Linked DNA regions of Mus musculus: regions 1, 2 and 3 are each linked to region 4. The links are chromatin contacts, called in public Hi-C and promoter capture Hi-C maps. All regions are on one chromosome and are shown on one strand. Each heading gives the region's core, a stretch centred on a gene start, on an enhancer-like site or on the middle of the called end of the contact. The rest is flanking DNA. Distances are from core to core; before and after follow the strand shown.

Region 1 (2,700 bases), core at 32-2,531, 1.9 Mb before region 4:
CTGTTTACCGCGGCGCAGCTCCTGGTAGCTCCGAGTTCTGCGCCGCGTCCGCCGCCCTTAAAGGGCCCGCGTCCGGGAAGCCTTCGGGCCAGGGCCACCGCCGCCTCGGCTCTCCGGGCGCGAGCGGACGCCGGGTCTCCAGCCGGGCTGGGCCGGGCTGGGCCGGGCTGGGGTAGCGGGTCGCGGTGCCGCCCTCGCGAGCCGGGATCCGCGCGAGGCCCAGGAGCGGCTCCAGGGAGGGGACGCGTCCTATCTGAGGCCGGGGTTAAAGTTCTGGTCCCGGTGAGATGCTGGAAGCTGCTGCGGCAGCCGCAACGCGCCCGGTCGCCGTCCCGTCGCCAATCCCCGCCGTCCCGGGCCATGATCGCCTGGCGTCTGCCCTTGTGCGTGCTCTTGGTGGCCTCCGTCGAGAGCCACCTGGGGGCCCTGGGGCCCAAGAACGTCTCGCAGAAAGACGCGGAGTTTGAGCGCACCTACGCGGACGACGTCAACAGCGAGCTGGTCAACATCTACACCTTCAACCACACCGTGACCCGCAACCGGGTGAGCGCGGGACTCCACGGGCGGCCGAGCGGGTGGGCGCCCGGCCTGGACTTGATGCTGCCCCTTTCCTCTCCGCCAGCCTTTGAGCCGCCCTCCCCCTGCCAAGACCTGGTTTCCACCAGCATTCCCGGGCAGCTCCAGCGGGGCAGCTTGGGAAGTTCCCTGCCACCAGCTGTGATCAGGACCGGTCTGGTCTGCTCTGTGACCTGGCTCTCAATCTAGCTCTCAGTCTGTGAGGTCGGGGTGAGGGGAAAACAGGCTCCCAGCCTTGCGTGGCTCAGACAACTCCAGATGGGGCCAACTTAGAATTGAAAGAGCTCGGTCACAGGGAGGTGAAGGAGACAGACCTCCTTGCCTCAGAAAGCCAGCTGGCCTTGTAAGTTGAAGGTGACAAGATAAGGCCCTCGAAGGCTGAGTGGCAAGAGAAAAGGGAGTTTGTTTCTAAGACAGAACTATCTCCGACTTCTTACTCATTTCTTCCCAGTAGTGAAAGTAGAAAGAAGGCTGGCAGAGCTGGGCCCAGGCAGAGCACAGCCTGGGAGATTCTTGCTGCCTGGCTGTGTGGCCTGCCTAGCTCTCTTGCTCATTCTCCAAGGCCCGATCTGGATTGACTCGGAAGCACTGGAGTTGAGGAGGAGGCACCTGAGGCTTTCTTTGGGAGGGAGAGGAGTTTGGTTTCTGGCAGGCCATGATCAACCATCAGGATCCATTTCCTTGAAGTCTGATCTCCCCTTTTGAGTACCATTTCCAGGATCATCCCGGAAGTGGCACCTACCCCTCAGGGAAACGTTACCCCTAGATTTGGTTTCAGCAACCTAGTAACTAGTTGTCTGCAGTTGTGATTTCTTCACTTTTAAACGCCCACTGTCCTGTGTAGCTTTGTCCGCAGCAGAGAGGGTGGGTTATTTCTTTATTTTCTTAGAGAGGGTGAATCAAGGTTCAGATGGAAAGTCACTTCAGAGCTTGGCCCATGGTCAGAACTAGAGAGACAACTTGTATTTCGACACAGTTCCCTACACCCCTCCCTGCAGGGCTCTGGCCTCCAGAGTAGCAGTGGAACCGGAGCTTCTTGCTGCTTTCCTAGTTCATGAGGAAGAAGATTGAGGGCTTGAGGGCACGTCTTGATCTCCCGTGACAGTGTGTGCACAGGGACGTGTGTAGACACGTGTCTATAACATGTGTGTGCATGTGGGCTATCCTGGAACCTTCTAAGGTCTCCGCTGCATATCCCTGCTGTTGCCTGGGTTCTGCTGCTCTGTATACCCGTTCTTCCAAGAGCGAGCTTCTTCAAGCCTCGGACCGGACAGTGTCAGTCATTTCTAGAAACTTGGCCTGTTCCCTCACAAGGAGAAGCACAGACAGTGTCCTGGCTGGCCAGGATGGACGGCACAGGGCAGAGCTCAGCCTGCAGTCTGTAGAGTCATGTGTCTGAGGAACAGAGAGCTGAGTTTGAAAGAGGATGCCTCCTTCTCTGCAGACCGAGGGTGTGCGAGTGTCTGTGAATGTCCTGAACAAGCAGAAAGGGGCGCCTTTGCTGTTTGTGGTCCGCCAGAAGGAGGCTGTTGTGTCCTTCCAGGTGCCCCTAATCCTTCGAGGACTGTGAGTAAGACCTGGGGATGTAGGGAGGGGCATCCTTGCCAGGTTTTCAGGGACCCTCACCCGGGGAACCTTTTTGTTTTTCTCCCTTCTCCCTGAGCCCAGTGGCAGGAGGGTAACTTTGTCAGCCCAGGGAATGGGAAATATGGGGACCTGATAGGAAGAACTCAGGCTGGCTGGGACTAGTCACACTCTTCTCTGTCTTGGACCATAGATATCAGCGGAAGTACCTCTACCAAAAAGTGGAACGAACTCTGTGTCAGCCCCCCACCAAGAATGAGTCTGAGATCCAGTTTTTCTATGTGGACGTGTCTACCCTGTCACCCGTCAATACCACTTACCAGCTCCGAGTCAACCGTGTGGACAATTTTGTGCTCAGGTATTGAGGGTAAGAGAGAGGGGACCTCACAGCCTCTGCCTTCTTCCCAAGTGCTGAGCGTAATTGTAGGGTTCCTCTCTTCCCTGTAGGACTGGAGAGCTGTTTACTTTTAATACCACTGCAGCCCAGCCCCAGGTAAAATCCCTTATCAAAATGGGGTCCCTCAGCCTGACGTGGTCACA
Region 2 (2,700 bases), core at 96-2,595, 1.1 Mb before region 4:
AAACTTGACTTTATATAAACAGGAAGAGGCACAGGTGCCAGAGACGGAGTCAGCTTACATTGGAAGTCAGGCTGTGTAGAAGATTAGATTCTGGTCTGGACTAATAAATACCATTGCTTAATCTCTTGGAGTTTGACACTCAAAACCATCATGTGAATATTAATAGATAGCCATAAGAGTCTATACCCTCTGTGTCCTCTGGGCCTGACTCCTCTCTCTTCCCAGCCTTCCCCAAAATGAAAAGCCAGTAGCAAGCCAAACAGGTCTTTCCCCAAAGAAACCCTTTAAAGGAAGAGGGACAAGGACCTTCTGAAAAGGTGGCCTTTGAGTGGTCCTCTGGGTTCTTCTAAGTCCTTCCAGCATTTGAAAGAGTGGCAATGGACACCAGAAAGGAAGAAGTGGGGAGAACCTGGCGAAGAGTCGGGAGGGAGACCCTCGTCCCCCATTGGAGCATTTCCTGCTGCCAGGGAAGCAAGCAAGTCAATAGTACTAGGCAAGAGCGGCAGACACCGCTACACCTGCAAACTCCCTGGAGCCCCCACACTCAAGGCAGTAGACACCCCAGCCCCCACCCCACCAGCATGCCTTAACTCCGGTCTCAGGAGGATTTCCCTGCTGCAGCTCCAACACCTAGCTCCAAAAGGCATCAAAGAAAGCAAGAAACTCACTGCCCGGGTGGCAGGGGTTGGGGAAAATGCACAAGGTTCCCAGGGAACATAGTCTTAAAGCTAAGGGTCCGGAGGAAGACCGGCATCCCAATCATTTGGTGCCACCTTGTCTAAGGCACTTCTCTTCACCTCCTTCAGGATGGGGTGGGGTTAAGAAAGAGGCGAGAGAGAGAAATGACAAAGCTGGGGCTATCTTACCCAAAAGCCCAGTGCCCAGCCATCTCGCCTGAGTATTGCCTCGGTTCCCAGCCCGGGACATGGTCCTGTTCTCTCTGGAGCGCTCCGGGGGCTTGGGATGGAATAGTGGGGACAGCCGGGCTCTCCACCCGAGGTCGTCTGTGGGCCCCGCAGCTGCCAGGGGAGCTCCGAGCCGCGGGTCGGGGCTCCGGAAAGTTAGCCGCGAGAGAGCGAGACGAGGGGGAGACCAAGGAGGGGGAGGCGCGCCCGCCGCCTCTTGGAGCCGGCTGCAGGAGCCGGGGCTGGAAGGGGGAGGAGGAGCCGGAGCTGAAGGGAGGACGCCGGGGCGAGCGGCACTGCGATGCGCCTCTGCTCTGGAAGCGCTCCAGCCGCAGGAGGGGCGGCGTCCCCGTCGGTTTCGCACAGTGCCCGTTGCGCCGTGTATCACGGCCGTAGGGTCCAGCCTGGGCAGCCCTCTTCCTCTCCAGCGGGACGGGAATGCTGCGGCTTGGCACTGCAGGGCCAGCCCGCAGACGCCCGCATCATCCCAAGCGCCGAGCTGCCAATTAGGAGAAGAGTTCACGGGGGAGTAGAGGTGGAGCTTTTAGGTTTGTTGGAAGGCTGTTTTTGTTCCGCTCAGAGAACACGAGTAAGGGCAGCGGCTGCCTCTCCGGGGACCGCCGGGAGGACATCCGCAGCGGGCGCTGCCGCAGCCGGTGGGCGTGTGCCGGCTTGCCCGCTGCGGACGACCGGTACAGCCCTGAACCAACACGCGTCGCCTCCAGCCGCGCCGCTCATTCGCTCTGCGGATGGCTTTTAGGCTGTGGCAAACCTAGTTTCCCCTGCAAAGTCTCCTGCACGCCGCCCACCAACCCATTTCTGCACAGACTCTTTGCTTCTTAGAGGGTTGGCAGGCAGTCACTTGGAGACAGCGTGCTTTGCCCCCAGCGCGGGGAGGCGGGGGTGGGGAGGCAACCGTAAACACCAAGAAGGTCCCCCCTCAAGACCTCTAGTCAACTACTCAAGCTACCCTCCAGGACAAATCCTCCTCACTGTCCGGAGACCAGTTAAACCTTGGAAATACACCCTCCACCTCGCCACACCCTCCACCCATCTTCCAACCCGGAGTTCCTGAAAGGCTTCAGCGCCATAAGAGACCATTGAGGTTGTATACAGAATGTTAACTGTCTGCGGGGAGAACCTTGTTTTCTTTTGCTTCGTTGGTTGTCATGGTAGTTGAACAGCTCTGATGCCCTGTGTTTGCTGCTGGAGAACTCTGAACAAAGCACACAACTTTTCTGGAGAATTCTGCTGTCTGCTGGATGGTGACCCCATGATATTTACCTCCTGATGCAAAATAGCATCATCCTCAATGCTAGGCAACAGGGAGGGCAGCCCTGGGCTCCTAGTTTTAGGGGACCTCATGCTAGCCCATGAGTCCAGGGAACACACCTCCTCTGAGTTCTAAAGGGTTCTGGGGATCCAAGAATCTAGTGTTTCCCCTAGGGGTTGCTGAGTTGGACTCCTCTTGGATAAGTTTGATAAGCAGGTGGGTGGTTCCTGAGTGGAACCCCAGTCGCTGCAGGACCAGTCACAAAAGCAAGATGACTGGGGAAGAGTCTGAAAAGAAATCCCATCTTCTAGGCCACCATGGAAAAGCAGTCAGAGGCCGAGGATGGGAGATAAACTTTACTTAATGATCCTGAGTTGCTGTTCCTGCTGTCATTGCTGTAGTGGTGGTGGTTTTGAGACAGGAGTTCTCTGTGTAGCCCTGTAGGCCAAACTGTCCTGGAACTCAGAGATCGCCCTGCCTCTTCTTCCCCTTCCTGAGTGCTGGGATGAAAGGTGTTCTCCA
Region 3 (2,700 bases), core at 23-2,522, 1.8 Mb before region 4:
TCTGTGTTCACATGTGTTTGCCTGGTGTGGGTAGAAGCCAGAAGAGGTGTTGGATCCTCTGGAACTAGAGTTTCTGCTGGTTGTGAGCTGCCTCGTGCTTGCTGGGAATCAGACTCTGGTCCTCCCGCAGAGCAGCAGGTGTTGGCAGCTGCTGAGCTGGTTCTACAGCCTCAGATGGCAAGTCTTGTGTATAGGAAGCTATGGGCAGTGTTTAGTTATGTCTGATATAGTCATGATATGGCATCTCTTCTATGTCTGGTCCAGTGGCCCCTTGGGGACACTTTTAAAGATTGTGATGATAATGAGGAGCAGTGATTTTTTTCCCCATCTGTGGTGAGAATAAAGGAATTGCAGAAAGATTTGACGTTAAACATGAGAAACACATCCTGATGTCTGGTTTGAGATCCCTAGTAACAACACTCGCAATTTCTCCTTGTCGGCTTAGACTCTAGCGGCGCAGGACTCGGTTTTAAATTTACAATAGTAGAGTGGGAGAGATGATGGTTCAGCCGTTGAGAGCACTGTTGTTCTTGCAGACGACCTAGGTTTGGTTTCTAGCACCCACAAGGTGGCGCACAACTGCTTACAACTCCAGTTTCAGGGGATGCAGTGCCCTCTTCTGGCCTCCATGACTATCAGGTATAATGTAGACAAAACATCCACACACTTAAAATTTTTTTTGAGACAGGGTCTCACTGTGTAGTCCCAGCTGGCTTGAAACTCACTATATAGACCAGGCTAGTCTCAAACGCACAGAGATCTGTCTGCTTTGTGCCCCAAGTGGTGGCATTAAGGGCTTGTGTTATCAGATCCCGGTCCACGTATAATACATTAAAAGGAAAAAGTTAGTAGGCAGCTCTCTTGACAACCGAGTCATCTCTCCAACCCCTTCATAGTTCTTTTATTAAGGGCCCAATCAATAGGTTGACCACTGATAATCACTGTTGTTCGCGTGATTTTACTCGACCTTTACAAAATGATGGTCTATAAATGATTGTTAATTTTGCTTAATTAATAGTAATAGTAGATTATTATTAATATTATGAATGCTTCCTTTCGTCCGCGGGAGAAATTCTCTTATCTACCTTCAGGTCTCTCTTTTAACCTCTTTGTGGTGGGAGTGGGATTGTGCTTATTCACTATTTTGAACTACAACTTTCAGGATGCAACGGGCAAAGCCTCGTGGGGGAACTTCAACCAATCCAATGCCAACGCTCTCAGTCAGCGACCTATTGGCTCTTGGTAGAGGCGGGCCTCTCAGTTGCTAGGCCAGTGCCTTTCCGGAAGTGGTTGCTGGTCGCTGCAGGGCAACACCCCGGCGTCCCTGGAAGCGGGGAGCCGGACACCCCGGCGTCCCTGGAAGGTGGGGGGCCGGGGTGGTGCTGGGGAGGAGGCGCAGAGCCATCCTCCCGGAAACCCCGGATCGGGGACAGGTGAGATCTCGGAGCCAGGCTTGGTGGCGTGGCAGGAGTTTGCAGGGAGCTGAAGCGTTGTGAGGTGTTGCTGCGCGGGAACTAAGCTGGGAGAGAAGAGCCCTCCGGCGTGCGGGGCCTGGCTTTCTAGCCTCTCCTGAATCTACACCCTACCGCCATTGCCCAGCCCATTCCTGGGCTATCCCAAGTTCAGCCAAGCGCATGGCATCTTTCGGCCAGCTGGGCAAGAGAGGAGGTTTGGGGTTTTCTTTGCACTGATTCAGGAATCTACGCCCGGAACCGCTGCCCTCTTCTTGGCCTCGGTGACTCGCCCTCGCGCGTCTGCCAGCTCAGCCCTCTGCAGGCCCCTGCATGCTTTTCTCTGCACTCCATCTCTGGATTGCGACTAGAGCCTCCAGTTACCGGTTGCTCTGGGAAGTACTTGCTGCCTAGCCAGATACCTTACTCGAGCTTAGATGTGCTTGCGGATCATCTCCAACCCGCACCCCCCCCCCGCCGCCCCCCCCCCCGGACCTTCTATCAATGTCTCCCATGTTTCTTGTCTCAATGGAGAACTTCCTCAGTCACTTAGCCCACTCTACGCTGAGAATTCATTCCGCTGTCTGCAGTAGTCATCTGGCATGCTTCAGATTTCTTGGCAGTCGGCTTCTTGGCCTAAAATCACAGTGGACTGGCTGAAATCCTCTCTGCTTTCTCTCTTCTCTTCCTTCACCTAGCTGCGAGACCCTGCTATTCTCCTGCCCTCAGGATTAGCCGCTTTTCATTCAGGTAGCCACTGGCTTGGTTCATAATTTCTTGGCTGCGCTTTCAGAATAACTGCCTCTGATTTTGTCCCCTTTTTGATTGGTTCTTGTGCAGCTGTCAGTCACCTTTCCGAACGGTAACTCTCACCACCTCCAACTTTCTTTATGAAATTCCCATGGCAGCCCCTTATGAAGTCCTGTATACAGCTAAAGCCCTCGCAAGCCCGGACTCGCTGCTCCTTGTCCTTCATTCAAGCAGTCTCTGTATTTGATAAGTGGGGATAGTAAACCTCTAGCTGAGAGGCTGGGGTGGGATGGTGGCGAATAAAGCCCTTGGTACAGTTCTGCCGCATACAAGTGTTCCGGGAAGTGTGTGGTTAGTCCAAGTTTTTGTTGTTATAATTAATCCTTACCCCATCAAGCACATTTGCTGTGCTTGTGCTCCCCCCTCCCCTCCCCCTCATCCCTTCCCCCCTCCCACACTCGAATACTCACATATACACAGATACACACACACACTCACA
Region 4 (2,700 bases), core at 74-2,573:
TTGGGCTGCCAGGGAATGTTTGGCTCCAGAGGAGCAGTTCCAGTCTACCTGTTGGAGGGCTCAGGGTTCCAGGGTGTCAAAGGCAGGCTGGACAGGGTCATGAGAGGACCATCGTTCTGGCCTCGGTGCACCTGTCTGCTCCCAAGAGGAATCTTCTGCTTCTTGATGGCTCTCCCTGGAGACTGGAAGGCCCGAGGGCTGGTGCCTCCACCCTGTCTCAGCACAAGGTACTGACTCAGACTGGGTCCTGGTGATGCACTTTGGAGGACGCCCTCATTCCAATCCTCATTCCAGAGCGGCATGCGCCTACAGCATCAAAGAGTAGGGGACATCCCCCACCCCAGGCCATCCATCAGTTCTCCATGCCTCTTGTTTTGTGGTTTGATGTGTGTGTGTGTGTGTGTGTGTGTGTGTGTGTGTGTGTGTGTGTGCAAGCTTATATGCCCGTGTTTGGGGGAGATAAGCAACCCCTACTAGAATCTTCAACTCAACTTCATTCTCAAAAGCTCTGGGGTTAAGAGCTAGGAGTTCTCTTTTCTCTGGAGAGCTAGAAACGGTTGACCAGGACTCCCCTAGGCAAGTTGCATGTCAGAGAACATTGCATGGCTGCTTTTGCTTTGGGATTGGTGAGAATTTCAAAGTTGCCTCTTTCTGATTTGGGATTGGTGGAAAATTTTTCCCTTCCGCTTAACTGCTAGCTTCCCCTAAGCCCCTTCCCCCGCTTTGGAAAACTGACCAAGAGATAGCCCCGGGATGTTTAACAACAGGGAGGTTGTTAGCTGCACACACACGTGGGGAGAGGGGGGTGTCAGGGTCCAGGGGTCATTCTCGGGCTACACAACACACAGGGCGGGGAGACCTGTACCCGCGGTTACAGTGTTTCCTCAGAACACATTGATCAGCACACAGATGGCTCTTCCTGGCACCCCGAGCTGGCAGCTGGCAGCCCCTCTCATACACTGGCACCCACAGCTGGAGTCTCCCCCTCCACACATCTGGCCCTCGCCCTACATTTCTCACGTCCAGACTGCCCAGGCTGCCTTTGACACCCTACTTTCCGAGTCTCAAAGCTGGTACTGACCCTGGCTTTTTCCTTCCCCGACCTGCGACAGGTGGCACGTACCTGCCTCTTCTCGGAGGATGGACGAGTCGAACCGGGCACAAGCATGGAGCTGCGGATGAGTCCTGGCTGGTACTGGCGCGGCGCAGCGAGCAGTGGCTGACGCAGAGGGCTCCCTGGCCTCGCTCGGTGCCTGCCCGCCTCTCCCCCACCTCCGCCGGGGGCCCAGAAAGGACCTCCCCGGGAAATCGGCGCCACCCAGCGGGCAGCAGCCTCATTGCGCCCGGGCCGGCCAAACCACACCCCGCGTTTGCGTCACTGATATACGTCATGGCTATTGGCTTGTTCCTATTGTTGCGTCAGTAGAGCCCCGCCCGGCGCGCATCTCCCAGGTAACCGGGTATATACAGAGAACCACGTGGAGAAAAAGCACGCCTGTTTGGAGCCGGTGGCGCAAGGAAAGAAGTGGACTGGAATCTGATAGGTCCTGGCGCTGGGAAGACTGAGACAGAGGGTCACTTCACGGGAAAAGGCAACATTCCAGCTTTCAGATCTTAGAGAAGGCTTTCCTACCGGGCTGGGAATGTTCTATTCCATAGACTCTTTTTCTGCCTACTTTTTTATTTTATTTATTTATATTTAAAAATGCATTTATTTAAACAACCATGTATATCTCATAGCAATATTTATAGAGCCCCATAGGTCAATCAATCAGGTAAAAAAAGATTATGTCCATTCAACACACTATCAACGTACATGACTATTCAAGTGACGCATTCTATGGGCTACTTATTAAGTACATTACTAGACATGGTGATAAGTACTTTGCATATATTAGCTTTCTCATTTAATCTTTTTAATGGTCCTGTAAAAGAACCACTATAGTCATCTATTGCACAATGTAGCTGAAGCCTAGGGAGACCATGTTCAAGTGGTAAATAAATGTCAAGTGTCTTGTACATGTCTACTAATGCAGTTCGCTTAGGTGACTACTGGGAGGACTTAGCCCAAGAAAGGATAGCATTTCATCTAAGCTATCAGGTTTAGAATAAGAAAAAAAGATGCAACTTGTATTTTAATTTTAAGCAAATGACTTTATTTTTAATCAATTAGTTATTGTGTGCAATGGTGCTTTGCTTGCATGTATGATTGATCCCCTGGAGGTGGAGTTACAGACAGTTGTAAGCTGCCATTTAGATTTTGGGAATTGAACCCTGGTCCTTTAGGAAGAGCTGACAGTGCTCTTAACTGCTGAGCCATCTATCCAGCCTGCAAACTTGACTTCTAAGAGTTATTTATTGTTAAATTAGATAACACCCCCTAAGAAAAATCAGAGTTATTCTTTTTTAAAAAATAATTTATTTTTATTTTATGTGCATTAGTGTTTGGCCTGTGTGTATGTCTGTGTGAAGGTATCAGACATTGGAGTTACAGACAGTTGTGAGCTGCCATGCGGTTGCTGGGAATTGAACCCAGGTCTTCTGGGAGAGCAGTCAGTGCTCTTAACCATTGAGCCATCCATCTCTTTAGCCCCTCTTTTTTTTTTTTTTTCCTCAAGGCAAGGTTTTTCTATGTAGTCCTGGAACTCACTCCATAGTCCAGGCTATCCTTGAATTCACAGAGATCCACCTGCCTCTGCA

What was found. Promoter capture Hi-C pulls out the DNA fragments that hold promoters and counts their contacts. A called contact is a pair of places that touch in the nucleus more often than the background predicts.
Region 1: a contact with region 4 is called in a Hi-C map of B cells, with 6 read pairs. The contact joins the promoter of A830035O19Rik here to the promoter of Usp2 in region 4. A contact is called at or near these places in 1 of 39 promoter capture datasets (pre-B cells), 1 of 484 Hi-C or Micro-C datasets (B cells) and 1 of 115 datasets of contacts at active chromatin or transcription factors (double positive thymocytes).
Region 2: a contact with region 4 is called in a promoter capture Hi-C map of pre-B cells, with 2.7 times the contacts expected there. The contact joins the promoter of Scn4b here to the promoter of Usp2 in region 4.
Region 3: a promoter capture Hi-C map of pre-B cells shows a contact between it and region 4, with 5 times the contacts expected there. The contact joins the promoter of Cep164 here to the promoter of Usp2 in region 4. A contact is called at or near these places in 1 of 39 promoter capture datasets (pre-B cells) and 1 of 484 Hi-C or Micro-C datasets (B cells).

The regions. Positions count from the first base shown.
Region 1 is chr9:45,952,567-45,955,266 of GRCm38.p6, reverse strand. It overlaps A830035O19Rik (RIKEN cDNA A830035O19 gene), which reads right to left and starts at 1,281. Exons shown (of 1, transcript NR_152206.1): 1 at 1-1,281. Sidt2 (SID1 transmembrane family, member 2) reads left to right here and starts at 18. Exons shown (of 26, transcript NM_172257.4): 1 at 18-543; 2 at 2,021-2,142; 3 at 2,354-2,518; 4 at 2,608-2,653. The coding sequence starts at 361.
Region 2 is chr9:45,137,269-45,139,968 of GRCm38.p6, reverse strand. It overlaps Scn4b (sodium channel, type IV, beta), which reads right to left and starts at 1,345. Exons shown (of 5, transcript NM_001013390.3): 1 at 867-1,345. The coding sequence starts at 927.
Region 3 is chr9:45,827,235-45,829,934 of GRCm38.p6, reverse strand. It overlaps Cep164 (centrosomal protein 164), which reads left to right and starts at 1,272. Exons shown (of 30, transcript NM_001081373.3): 1 at 1,272-1,433.
Region 4 is chr9:44,065,644-44,068,343 of GRCm38.p6, reverse strand. Usp2 (ubiquitin specific peptidase 2) reads right to left here and starts at 1,323. Exons shown (of 13, transcript NM_198092.2): 1 at 1,124-1,323. It overlaps Gm39325 (a long non-coding RNA gene), which reads left to right. Exons shown (of 3, transcript XR_870690.2): 3 at 1,113-2,019.